Regions from separate parts of the Sus scrofa genome. Here all the other regions are linked to region 2. A link is a contact called in public Hi-C data. All regions are on one chromosome and are shown on one strand. Each heading gives the region's core, a stretch centred on a gene start, on an enhancer-like site or on the middle of the called end of the contact. The rest is flanking DNA. Distances are from core to core; before and after follow the strand shown.

Evidence for each region. A called contact is a pair of places that touch in the nucleus more often than the background predicts.
Region 1: a contact with region 2 is called in a Hi-C map of alveolar macrophages, with 1.4 times the contacts expected there. The contact joins the promoter of RFX2 here to the promoter of RANBP3 in region 2. A contact is called at or near these places in 9 of 47 Hi-C or Micro-C datasets (alveolar macrophages, embryonic fibroblasts, heart right ventricle and 4 more).
Region 3: a contact with region 2 is called in a Hi-C map of skeletal muscle, with 2.8 times the contacts expected there. The contact joins the promoter of NDUFA11 here to the promoter of RANBP3 in region 2. A contact is called at or near these places in 2 of 47 Hi-C or Micro-C datasets (liver and skeletal muscle).

The regions. Positions count from the first base shown.
Region 1 is chr2:72,947,450-72,951,782 of Sscrofa11.1, forward strand. RFX2 (DNA-binding protein RFX2) reads left to right here and starts at 2,410. Exons shown (of 17, transcript XM_021083998.1): 1 at 2,410-2,635.
Region 2 is chr2:73,060,287-73,064,842 of Sscrofa11.1, forward strand. It overlaps RANBP3 (ran-binding protein 3), which reads left to right and starts at 2,596. Exons shown (of 17, transcript XM_021084014.1): 1 at 2,596-2,855. The coding sequence starts at 2,834.
Region 3 is chr2:73,129,412-73,133,778 of Sscrofa11.1, forward strand. It overlaps NDUFA11 (NADH:ubiquinone oxidoreductase subunit A11), which reads left to right and starts at 1,618. Exons shown (of 4, transcript NM_001244924.1): 1 at 1,618-1,787. The coding sequence starts at 1,691.

The sequences.
Region 1 (4,333 bases), core at 1,160-3,659, 110 kb before region 2:
CCCACTCACACCCTCCCCGTTCACCTCTGCTCCAGCCATGCCAGGGACCTGCTTTTTGTTTCTTCCCCATGAGTTTCCACCCCAGGGATTTTGAATTCCTGAAATGTTCTTTTCTTCTTCCTCATTATTCTGATCTTGGCCCAAATGTCACCCCCTCAGAGAGGCCTAGGGTGACCAACTCTTCCCACTTTGGGAATTTCCCAGATTTAGCAGTGAAAGTCCCACGTCTTGGGAAACCCCATAATCAACCATCCTGGTTGGCCTCATTCGAGAGGCCATCCCTGACTGTTCCATCCGAAATAAGCCCCACCTACTCAGCTCCAAGAGGGATTTATGTCCCTAGCACCTGGAACAGTGCCTGGCAAATAGTAGGCATTCTCTCTCTCTCTCTCTCTCTATATATATATATATATATATGTATATGTGTATTTTTTAGGGCTGCCCCTGAGGCATATGGAGGTTCCCAGGCTAGGGGTCTAATTGGAGCTGTAGCTGCTGGCCTAGGCCATAGCCACAGCCACGTCAGATCTGAGCCACATCTTTGATCTACACCACAGCTCACAGCAACGCGAGATCCTTAACTCACTGAGTGAGGCCAGGGATCTAACCTGTGTCCTCATGGATGCTAGTCAGATTCGTTTCTGCTGAGCCATGATGGGAATTCCTCAATGAGTATTTTTGACTAAATAAATAATTGAAGAACAGAAACTGACTCCTGCAGTCTTACACCTAAGATTCCATCACATGAAGAGTCCTGTTGTGACTCAGCAGGTTAAAGAACCTTGACATAGTGTCCATGAGGATGCAGGTTTGATCAATGGCCTCGTTCAATGGGTTAAGGATCCGGCACAGCTACAAGCTGTAGTGTAGGTTGCAGATGCAGCACAGATCCCGAGTGGCTGTGGCTGTGGCCAGCAGCTGCAGCTCTGATTCGACCCCTAGCCCGGGAACTTCCATATGCCGCAGGTTTGCCCCTAAAAAGGGGAAAAAAAAAAATCCATCACATGAAAATCTTTAAGAAACAACCTATCAGATGGTGGAGAAATCAACGTAGCTAAGTCACTGTCAGCATTTTCATTAAAACAGAATAGAAAAAAATCAGCATTACCTAAAGTATCATGTCATGAAAATACTGTTTTGGTTACATATACATTTGCGTGGACTGGGACTTGGAGTAACATGTATTTCCTGCTGTGCCTTGTGGTCAAAAATGTTTGAAAACCACCCATCTAGTGGTCAAGGGTGTGGGATTTGGTGACAGACCCCTGGAGTTTGAAACCTTTATGGATGTTTGATATAAATTCTCTCATTCTTTCCCAACCTCTGAATGGGAATAAAGCATAATAGAGATAATAGTCTCTTTCTCGTGAGATTTGACTGAGTTAGCATACGAAAAATGCTCAGATCACTTTCTGGCATTAAGGACAGTTTAGTCACTGTTGACTAATATGATTATTCAAATGAATGAATGAGGCTGAAATCTAATCTTCCCTTAAATTGCCCTGTCTGCCTCTTCTCAGAACATGCTTTTTCTCCTAGTGTTCCAGTCCCTTCTCCCAAATAACTGTATATTTGCTTTTTTATTGTTTATTGTCAATCCACCCCCCGCTCCAGTAAAAACTCTAAGAGAGTCCCTTGTTTGTCCCATTCAAAAGTTGAACCTACTATTAGGGAGTAGAAAAAAAGTTTGGCCTGTGCAGGGCCAAATAGAAAATATTTTATACTTTGCTTAAGTCATCCCATTGTCGTGCAAATACTCAGCTCTTTACTATCCATCTCTCCCTGTGGCGTGAAAGCAGCCTTCTATGTCCCTTAATAACGCCGAGGCAGGGTGGTGGGAGGAGTCATGGGGGGGGGCCTCTAGGCGCGCAGAATTTGGCCCAGGGCCTATAGTCTGCCACCGACTTTCATATAGTTTCCACATGCCACAAAAGATTCTTCCTTTGATTTTTTTCTTTTTAACCACTTAAAAAAATATTTTAAAATTCCCAGTTTGTGGGCCATGAAAATAGGGTAGTGGGCTATATCTGGTCCACTGGTCAGAATTTGCTGACCTCGGACCCAGACTGTTCGAGGACGCCCGACAATCATCTTTGTAATAGGCGAAGGCCCCTGGGACCCCTAAACTCTGCCTTTGGAGCTGCGCCACCAGCACCCGGCCCGCCCGCGCCTACCGCTTGCGAACCCTCGGAACCGCGCGCCTCCCGCCAGCCCCGCCCTTCCTCGCGGCAATTGGTCGGGCCTCGCCCTCTTCCTTGCCGGGGAACGCCCCCTCTGACAGGCACTTAGGGCAGCCAATGGAGAGCCTCGAGGCCTTGCGCCCCGCCCCTACAGCGCCCGTTGGAGGCGGGCATGGGCGGGCCGTTGAGGGGGTGGGGCGTGGAACCTGGTAACCGTTGCCGATAACAACGCCCCGCCCCGTCGCGGCAGGAGGGCAGGCAGCGCGAGGCGGGCTAGCAGGCGGGCAAGCGGGCGGGCGCCGGGAGCGGGAGGAGGAGCGGCCGCCGCCGCCACCGCCGCCGCCGCCATAGAGACTGTAGCCGTGGAGACTGTTACTTACCAACGGGGACCAACACGCAGCAGCAGCCGCCGCCGCCGCGGGAGCCGTTGCCCGAACTCCCGGCCCGAACTCCAGGTGACCGATGCGACCGTCCCGGGCCCTGCCCGGCCGGGGAGTGCGGGGGGCGGCGGGGACCGCGATCGAGGGGTCGGGAGTGGGCAGCCCAGTCCTTGCCGTTCACCCCAAACGTCCGGGATGGCGCGTCCGTGGGACCTACCTCTGTACCCCGAGTCCCGAAGGCGCGGCTGAGTTTGGGGCGCCCAGGGACCCCTTTTTCCTTTTAACCAAATTCGGGGAGAGGTGGGGGGACTCATCGCCTCACTTCTCACAAAACTTCCGGAGTTGGGGCCCCCCAAGAGCCCTATTTCACTCTTACCCTAAAAATCCCCGAGTTGGGGGCGCCCCTGGAACCCCTCTCAAACTTTTACTTTCAAACATCCGGAATTTGGGGCTCCTGGGGAACCTCTTCTCTCTTTTATCCCTCAAATCCTTAAACTGGGGGTGCCGGAGGACCCCTTTCGCACTCTTTACCCTAGACTCTCTGAACTGGGGACTCTTTGGCAACTTCTTTCGAACTCTTATATTTAAAACTCCCTGAATTGAAGGCGCCTGGAGACTCCTCCTGTTTACTCCCCAAATCTCTGAAATTGGGGCACCCATGGGGCCCTTTTCTCACGCTCAACCTCAAATTCCTGAATTGGGAGGGCCTAAAAGATTCGTTCTAACCTTCACCCTCAAATTCCTGGATTGAGGTGACCCGGGGAGCTTCTCGTTTTGACCCTGCTCCCAAATACTGAATTTGAGGGCTGCCTGTAACTCCATTCTCGCTTTTTAATACAAAGTCAGTGCGCCGGTCTAGAACAGGAACCCCCCTTCTCACTCTATGGCCACAAAATCCCCAAGAATTGGGCTTACCAGAGACCCGTTTCTCACCTTTCCACCCCAAATCCTCGCGTTTAGAGCTCCTCCCTCGGATACTCTGAGCGCTCTCACTTGTGACCCCCGCATTCCTAAATTTGGGGGGTCCTGGATCCGCCACTCCCTCCACGCCCCTCAGGAAGCCCCTTCGCACACCCGCAGCTCCCCTATTTGGACTGATAGCGAAGCAAGAAAAGTTTCACTGAAAGGTGTTTTTTTTTTTTTAATTTATTAATTTATTATTTTGTTTAAAGAGCCCAACATGTGGCTCAAACTGGTCTGTGGCATTTTCTCCAGAGGTCGTGCGAGTGCATGTGTGTTTGTGAATCCAGCTCCCACCCCCTGACCCCCAGAACACACGCACCCCAAATCCTCTCGGTTCCTTTCTTTTTCCCTCTGGGATGAGTCGCGGCTCTCTCTCCGTCTTCGTCCCTGTTGCTTTTTCTCGCCGCTGCGCTAGGAAAGTTGAGTTTCCGATCCTAGTGGCTATTTCCAGGGCCCCCGGGGCCCAACTGCCCCTGCCATTCCGGCTGCTGCGGCGGGGGTGGTTCATCTCCTAATTTTAACCTTCTGGTTGCCCCACAGGAATGAGGGAGAAGGGCAGGATGCAGCACTGGAGTCCAGAGCTGCCTTTTTTCGGAGACCTCGTTCCTGCTTGTGGGTGTTTTATTATTCGCCACCCCCAGCCCAACACACAGTTATTTTCTTGCTTTGTACATTCAACTGTCAGTGCAGATGGTCATGAGTTTTATCCCTTCTCAATCAGCTTTATATCCTCGAATCTGAAATATCAAACCTGATACAAGGCTCTCCATCTCAATTAAGACTTACCCAACAGAATAATAATAATAATAA
Region 2 (4,556 bases), core at 1,346-3,845:
AAACCTAGGGCAGCAGAATCAGGTGCCTATTGGGTATCCTATTAAAATGCAGATTCCGATTCAGGTCTGTGTTGGAGCCTAGGGTCTGCATTTTCAACAGACTTCCAGGTGATGCTGATTCTGCTGGTTTGGGGGCCGCAGCAAGAAAGTAGCAGGCTCTAGGAGTTCCCTGGTGGTGCAATGGGTTCAAGATGCAGTGTTGTCACTGCTGTGGTTAGGGTTCAATCCCTGGCCCAGGAACTTCTGCCTGCCATGGGTGTGGCTAACAACAATGCTGATGACAAAACAAAAACAAGTAGCATGCTCTAGGAAAAAAATCTAGTGTGCTATCATACAACTCTTCTCAACTCTGGTTAGTGACATTCACGTTGGTAGCTTGAAATCAGCCACAGCTGAAGTAATTATACCAAAAAAATCAGCAATGCAAGGCAGGGTCCAATTTCTTGTTTTATTGTCTTTGAGACTTAAGAAAGTGATGGGAAAATAGTAAAATTTACAATAAATTATACATATAAAGGCACACTACAAATACAGACAGACGGGTTCTCTTGCAGCGCAGCAGGTTAAGGATCCAGCATTGTTAACTGCTGTGGCTACAGTTTGAACCCTGGCTGGGGAACTTCTGTCACACGTGCAGCCAAAAAAACCAAACCAAAACAGACAGACAGAAACACATTCCCCCCCCAGAGAAGCAGCTGTTAAACACTCACCATACCCCACTGATTATATAGAAATGTATAAGACAACCACATAAATATATGTCTTAGAAGTTGGCAAATTCCTATAAAAATCCAGAGTAAATATTTTAAGTTTGTTGACAGTCTGTTAAAAGGACTCAACTAAGAGTTCCCGTCACTGCTCAGTGATTAACAAACCTGACTAGTGTCCATGAGGACCCAGGTTTGACCCCTGGCCTTGCTCAGTGGGTTAAGGATCCAGCGTTGCCTCAAGCTGTGGTGTAGGTTGCAGACATGGCTCGGATCCCTCGTTGCTGTGGCTGTGGTGTAGGCCGGCAGTTGCAGCTCCGATTCAACTCCTAGCCTGGGAACCTCCATATGCCGTGGGTGCGGCCCTAAAAAGACAAAAAGTTAAAAAAAAAACTCAACTCTGATGTTGTAGCTCAAAAACAGCCATAGGCATTTTGTAAATTAGTATGGCTGTTTTCAAATAAACTTAAATTTATGGACACTGAAATTTAAATTGTATACAGTGTTCACATGTCATGAGCCATTATTCTTCTTTTGACTTTCTCCCAAAAATTAAAAGCATAAAAACCAGGAGTTCCGGGGTGGCCTAACAGTTAAGGATCTGACGTTGTCACTGCTATGGTGCTGGTCACTGCTATGGTGCAGGTTTAATCCCTGGCCCAGGAACTTGTGTGCCAAGGGCACAGCCAACCCCCCCCCCAAAAAAATCCAAAATGTAAAAAACTACCCTTAGCTTACAAGCCAGAGGTGGCGCAAGGACTGTCGGGCCTTAAACCAAAGACATGTGACACAAAGTCCCAAGCAGAGGGATCACTCTTAAGTGCAAAGATCCTGAGTTTGGTAAGCTCCCAAACACAGAAAGATCCATGTGTCAGAACTGCAAATGAGCAAGGGAGCGCATGGCAGCAGAAAACAGGGGGGCTTTGTAAGCCTAAATGAGAGATTTAGAATGTATTCCAAGTTCAGCGGAAAGTGTTTTGGAAGCATTGAGGAAAGATGTGCTCTTGATCTAACATTTTTTCCCCCCACTGTACAGCAAGGGGATCAAGTTATCCTTACATGTATACATTTTTTTCCCCACCCTTCGTTCTGTTGCAACATGAGTATCTAGACATAGTTCTCAATGCTACCCAGCAGGATAACTCATATTTTTTAAAAGATTCCTCTGCGTGTTGCTTATTTCCTAAAAATGAAAGAGAGCAGAGAGAGAAGATGCTGTTCAGTCTTCCAGGATAGAGATGAGGATGATCTGGCCTCAGGCAGTGAAAGCCTTTCTGGGGAGAACGGGTGGATCTGGGCTCTATTTTGGAGAGGAGGCAGAGTCCAGGGGATGTTCTGAGGGATCCGTAGCAGATGCGTCGCGAATGAGCCCAGGGGGTCCAATAGTCTCCCCTCAGCCCTGTGAAGTTGATCAGCCCACGTGATCAATGAAAACACAGAGGCTCCGTGCCAGGCCCTGTTGAGTCCACGGCCTCGTCCCCCTCCCAAAAGCCAGTGATCTTTAACTTCAGGCTTCTACTTCCCCCAACCATCTCCCACGTCTCCACGTGATCTCAGAAAAACGTCTGCTCAAAGTACTGGTCCCTTAGACGGAGAACTGGTCTGGGGTGACTTAGGACACCCCACGACCCTCCTGCAGGCCCCAGGCCTGCCCGCGTGGAAAGGCCCCCACTCCAGACCCAGCGATTTACCTATTAGAAGGCCTCGATCGCGGCGCCCACCACAACTCACGCTCCCACCGAGGAGGGCGGGACCGCAAAACGAGCGAAATGCGGGACGGTCAGAACCCATCCCTGCCCGGCCGCCTTACCAACCGTTGCTTCCCGCGTCGCCCGGGAACTCCACCACGCATGCGTCTTAACCTACCCACGCCCACACACCCCCACCCACCCTTGATCGGCGGGAAAGGGAGGCGGGGGCGGTTAAAACGCAGGTTCGTGCTCCGAGCTTGGTCGGGCGGGGACAGTGATCCAGAGCCCCACTGCGCGCCTGGCTCAGCGCGCATGCGCAAGCTGCCTGCCTCGCTCGGAGTCGGCTTGGGAAGTACGCACGCGCGGGAGTTTCTGGCAGAAAGCAGACGAGCCCCGGCCGGCGCGAGGCCTTGTGGGAGGGCTTAAGGAAGTAAAATGGCGGACCTGGCGAACGAAGGTAGGGGAGGCGCCGTCGGGGGCCAGCTGGCGGCCAGGGAACGGGCGGCGGGAGGCCTTGGGACCACAGGCCCGAGGGGTGAGCACCCCGAGGTGCAGGGAGCCTGTGTGCTCCGGGAGGGCGGCCCAGCGGGCCCTGCAGCCGCCCCCCATTGCGTTCCCTCAGGCCGGGCTCATCCGCCCGGCCTATCACTCCCGGCAGCCCCAGCCTTACCACGGTCTGGCTAGACGGCTCGGGAAACTGCGGGGGGCTGCGGCCCTGAGGCCTTTCCGCCTTGCAGGCCAGGCCTGGGGCTGAAAAGGGGCGGGAGGCGCGCCCTCAGCGCCTCGGTCACAGATGTAAATAGACCTCCGGGCCTGGTCGTGGGCCCAGCGCGCCACGCTCCCTCCCCGCCCCCTCGTTCTCGGTACCTGGGCTTCCCCTCTTCCCTGCCGTGCCGCCCCACCCCCTAATCCTCCACCCGCCTGGAGGCTTCTCATCCTCCACCCGCCTGTCCCACGCCGAGGATGGAGAACGTCGGGTTTGTTTCGCCCCCACCCCCAAAACGGCCCCCCAGTTCCCGCCAGTTCCCCCGGATCCTTCGTGGCGACCCGCGACTCCGCTCATTTAGGCTCAGTCTCAGGATGTGGGCCACCGAAAGCCTTGGCTGCCTTTCGGCCCTTTTTTGTTGCACTTCCAGAAAGAGGCAGGCTGTATGATTCTCTCCTGCGGAGCGCTGACATCCCACCTGAGCGATTTTGACAAGGTTACAGTTCCGAACGGCCCAGAGAAAGCGCTCCATAAGTCGATGTCTGATGAAATCAACCGTGATGTTGAGATCGCTGTAGCTTCAGGGCCTCTGAGGCCTATTTTTAGTTCCCTCCGTTTCTAGGTGCACAACTACAGGCAAGCTCTCTACCTGCCTGGCCCTGATTCTCCCGTACCCTTGTCCCTGCTGTCCTGAGGTTTCCATACTCAGCTGCACGAATGGCAATAATATGTGCTCACCCTCGTGGAGCGTTTGGCCTGGTACCAGGTACTGTTCAAAGCCTTGAGGTGTTACCTGGATTAAGCCTCACTCCTCACAATAGCGCCCTGAGGAAAGGACTGTTAACCCCCTTCTTGGTGAGGAAACTGAGTTTAGAGTGGTTAAATTACCTGTCCAAGACAGGTCACACAGCTAGTAAGAAGCAGGGATGTGAATCAAGGTGATCTGGCTTCAGAGGCCCCCACCCCCCATTTTATGACTGTGTAAGATAAAGGAGAGGGGTGCAGAGGGGTGAGGCATTCCATTCATAAGATCCATTTAAAGGCGGAAGGGGGAGGAGTTCCCTAGTAGCCCAGTGGTTAAGGATCCGGTGTGGTTTGGGTCACTGCTTGTGGCTTGGGAACCTCCTCATGCTGCAGGCGCGGCCCCAAATATGAAAAAATAAATAAAAATAAAGGCAAGACAGGGACTGAATGAATGGGAATCAGTATGACATAGTTTATATATTTGCATATTTCATTGTCTTGAACTTAGGATCGTATCCAGCATTGTATTTGACATCTCCATTTGGCTAATAGGCAAAGACAAAATCCCTATCTTTCTCCCCCAAACCTGCCCACCCCACCATCTTTCTCCCCTGTAGTAAATGGCAGGTCCATTCTTTGAATTGCTCAGTCCAAACACCTCGAAGTCACACTCGACTTCTCTCTTTCTCTCATATGCCGCAGTAGATC
Region 3 (4,367 bases), core at 368-2,867, 68 kb after region 2:
TTTCCCACCTGGGCCTCAGCACCTCCTTTGTCCCTGGGCACCTGTCTCATCCCTTTCAATCCTTCAGCTACAGGGATTCTTCAAAACGGCTGATATGATCTCATCCTCCTCAAGAACCTGCTGTAGCTCTCTGCACCACTCAGGACCAGCCAATTTTGCCTAGTGGTAAAACAGGCCCTGTTTAAGTTAGCTATTCACGTTTGTGTGACATCCCTCAACCTTACACACTGATGACTAATTCAAATATTTTAGTGTTTGTCAATCCCACCAGTAGTCCAGCTCCACGTGAATGCACGATTTCCCTGGCCGGTCCTCCTTTTCAATATAGGCTCTGCCTCCGCCCACCTCTTCCGAGAAGTCCACCTGGCGGGCCCAGAGCCTCACCGGTCCTTGGCGCGGCCCAGCTCGTCCAGGGCGGCGCGCAACTGCTGGTCGTGGCGGGCCAGGCGCTCCGCCTGGGCACGCACCGTCCGCTCCGCCGCATCCAACCGCGCCTCCAGCTCCGCCGCGCGCCTGTGCACCGCCGCCAGGTGTGCGTTTGCCTCGCGGATTTGCAGAGGTGGCGGCGCTGACATGGCCCCTGCTGCTGTCCAGGCCCGGCCACGCCCACAGGCGGCCCGGAACAAGCCTAAGCCAAGCCCCCTGGAGGACCGCGCCCGCCCTAGAGGTCCGTCCAGGACTTCGGCGTGATTGGCCATAACCCTCTCTAGGCTCCGCCCCCAGGGTGCGCCTTCCTCAAACCCAAACACCCTCACTGGTTCCAGCAACTCAAAACTCCGCCCCTGAGCCCGGCCTAACTCCAAGATTGGCCAAAGTCTTGACAAACCACGCCCCAAAGATGTCGTCACGTTCCAGCTCTGGCCACTGGATTGGTCATCCCTTAGAGACAGGCACCGCCCTACTCAGACGCTAACGCGCGAAGTTGGTCAGAGCCCACAAGCTTGACCACGCCCCAGAACCGCCCCTTAGGCAAAGGTACAGCTCGGGATCAGTCAAGTCCCCTCCAGGTTCTATTTCCGTTCTGGTCACGCCTCAAGCCTAGGACCTCCTACAACCCGCCCAGGAGTTGGACTAGCCACAGACTGGGCACGGACCTAGTCTCCCTAAGAATCCTAGTACTGGAATTAGTACTTTCGCATTAAACCCAAGAACCTGGCCACGCCCCCAAATAGTCGCATGCGGTTCAGACTCCGGTTTAAGACTGGCCACAGGACATGACCACGCCTCCCCACAGATTCTGGCTCTGGGAGTGGCCATATCCCCTCTATGCCCCGCCCCATCTTGAGGTCTCGCTCCTATCAAGTGGAGCCTCTCATCTGTGCGCCTGGATAGGCTTAATACCTGTGATGCTCCCGCCCTTAGGCCCCACCTCTGGGAGTCAAATCTTTCCCGGCCCAGGTCCTTCTGAACTGGAATTAGCAACATTTCACTGGTCCTGGTCGGCCTCAGTTTCCCTCTTCAGAAATCGGCCAGGGGTGCACGTGCACTTTACCGCCAGTTCAGGCTGCAGCACTTGAGCGCTGCGCGTGTCCACATCCGCGGCGCTCAATAAAGTTGCTCGCATGTTGCCTGCCAGCCCGCACGAGAGGATGCGCGCGCCGCCTGGGAAGTCTCGCGAGAGCAAGCGGCGTTCGCCCTTGGGCTCTAGGAGCAGGCGGCTGGTACAGTTCGGGACCAGGGGTTCGCGGTCATGGCCAAGACGCTTCTTCACAAGTACTCGGATATCCCCGAAGGCACCGAGTGCCACCGCAAGGCCTATGCCAGCACCAGTATCGGTGGTGCCACTGGTGAGCGCCGGCCGGGTCCCGAGGGCGGAGGGCGTAGGGAGGTCTTCGGGTCACTAGGGGCTGCCCGAGGGCGTCTTGAAGGGTCTGTGGATCTCGCAGCGTGGCATATGGTTGTCGGGGGGTCTAGGGCGGCCTTGGGACCCTGGGAGGGCTCTTATACAAGGTGCACTTTGTGGGGGTGACGGACAATTTAGAGGGCGCAGAAAGGTCATAGAGTCATTGAGAGCTGCCCGAGGAGGGGTCCCATGGGGACTGGGAGTGTCGCAGAGTGCTATGTGGTCGTCGGGAGCGTCTGTGAGAGAGAGCTTGTGGGGAGGTCCAGCGAGGTTGGAGGACCCCGGGAGGCCATGGTACATGTGACAAACTGGTCACTGGAGTCGTCAGAGTCTCTGGGTGCTGATATTGTAAAGTTATGGTGGAAGCGCTCACCAGGCTCTGGAGAAATGGCTGAGTGGAACGTGGCCAGTTATTAGGGCCAAAGGAGCTGAGGGTTGAGACTTTCCATCTGGGTGACTTTGAGATTATTTGGGAGGATCATGGGTTATTATTGAGGCGTCTGAGGGGAGAAGTTGGCAAAGGTTCTGGAGTGGGATTGGGCCTTTTTAGAGTCCAAGAGAGCTAGGTGGTCTTAGACATCTGAAGCTTTTATTGGGGCCACAAGAGGGGTTATAGGGGCCCTGAGGAGATGATAAATGAAGTGGATCAGCAGCCACTGTAAGGTAGGCCTTGGCAGGGGTGTCAGGGGACCCACAGCCCTGGCATTCCCCTGCAGGGGAGACCACAGAGTCTCACCTCTTCCAGTCCCCTTCCCAGCCTCAGTCTGAGATGTAGAATACGATTTTGGCCACCTCTGTATCTCTAGCTCCTGAAACAGGGCCTGGCAGAATTTGAGTCTACACTGGGAGGCACTTGCATTAGGGTAGAACTAATAAAATGCTACCATTTTCTGTGTATTTAGTAAGATCAACCCATTTTTCAGAGGCGGAAACTGAGGGTTAAGGAGGTGGGTGAACTTCCCTGGAGTCTTTTGGAGCTGGGCTGCAAATTTGGGTCCACTGGTCTGCTCCCGGGGTTGACTGGGACAAAGAATGTGCCTCCAGGGTCCTTATGAAGGTGGAGTCCCAGCGGATGGGTTCTGTGACATCTGCTCGAATAACACGTTGTTGGGATGGTTGGGTGTGTGGTGGGGTCTCTCTCTAAGCTGGGGGCGCTTAGCCCTGGAGGGCTGGGCAGTCTGTGTGGTGGACCATTGTAGGGTAACATTATTCTGGAGGATTCATAAGGGGGGGGATATTGACATTGGGGAGTGCCCAACAGAACTTTATGGAGGGTCCTGGTTGTGTCCCAGGGGAGACTAAAGCAGGAGGGGGTGGCACTGGGGGAGATTAGGGAAGGTGAATGGTTTGGAGGATTTCAAACTGAGAAAGACTTAACATAGGCATTTGCGAGAGGGCGTGCTCATGTGCTCTAGAGCACACACCGTGGGGGTGGGCTGCTGGAGGAGACTACACGCCTCCCATGAGTGGGATGCTGCCTAGTGAAGGAGGGGGACTCGCAGCAGGGTGTTTGGGAGGGTTGGGTGGGAACCTTTGACAGAGGTGCTGTGCAGACGGGGCAGCGTGGAGAGCTGGGATTTGGGGGTGGTCACTGGCCTCTGTGAGCCCTGCAGTGGCCCAGGGGTCTTTGAGGACATCCCTGTGTGCTGCTCACTTTGCCCGCTGGCATTTTCTCACTGGCCAACTCCACTCAACACCCGGGGTCTGGTTAAACATGCTCCTGGATCCTCCCTTACCTCTTTCACTAGCTTCTTCAGAGGGCAGGGAGCCCGCTCTAAGTGAGCCCAGCACTGTGTGGGTACAAAGAAACAGAATGAATGAGTGAGTGAGTGAAGGCAGGAAGGCACACAGTAACTATGAATGAGTGACGGTACAGTAATGAATGAAGGTGACTGAAGGAATGAATGTGAGCCACACAGTTACTCTTTGTAAATGAATGAATGAATGATTGAATGAGGACACACAGTTACTGCTTATAAATGATGACTGAACAAACCAATGAATGAGCACTGTGTCTGGAGGTCACTTCAGGAGGCTGAGGGGAAGCCAGGAACAGGAGGTGAAGGGGAGGGGTCTTTTGAGGGGGGTGACAGTGGCCTGCAGTGCTGGGAGGGAAGCTGCAGCATCTGAGGAGTCAGGTAGGTTCCTGGAGGTGGGCTGTGGCAGGTCACCTACTGAACGATTGCTGGGGGCGAGCTGGACAGTGCAGGCATCTGACACTGAGATAATCCAGGGGCTTCCAGGTCAGTCATCTGCTCCCAGTTAAAGGACTTCTGAGTGGACGTAGGATGGTGGGGCGCTGTTTGTGTCCAGTGTGTATGGTGAACTGGGTGTTCCTCAGCCAGGACTGCAGGCATACGGGGGTGGGGTCACTAAGGTTCCCTCCATGGCTCACTGCATGACTGGGTTTGGGAACAGTCACTGAATCTTGTCTGTGGTTCCTCTTCAGGGTCCAGCTCTGGAGATCATGCCTCCCCAGGTCCCTGGCGGGATGGGAGACCCTTCTGATTAAGTCTCTACAATC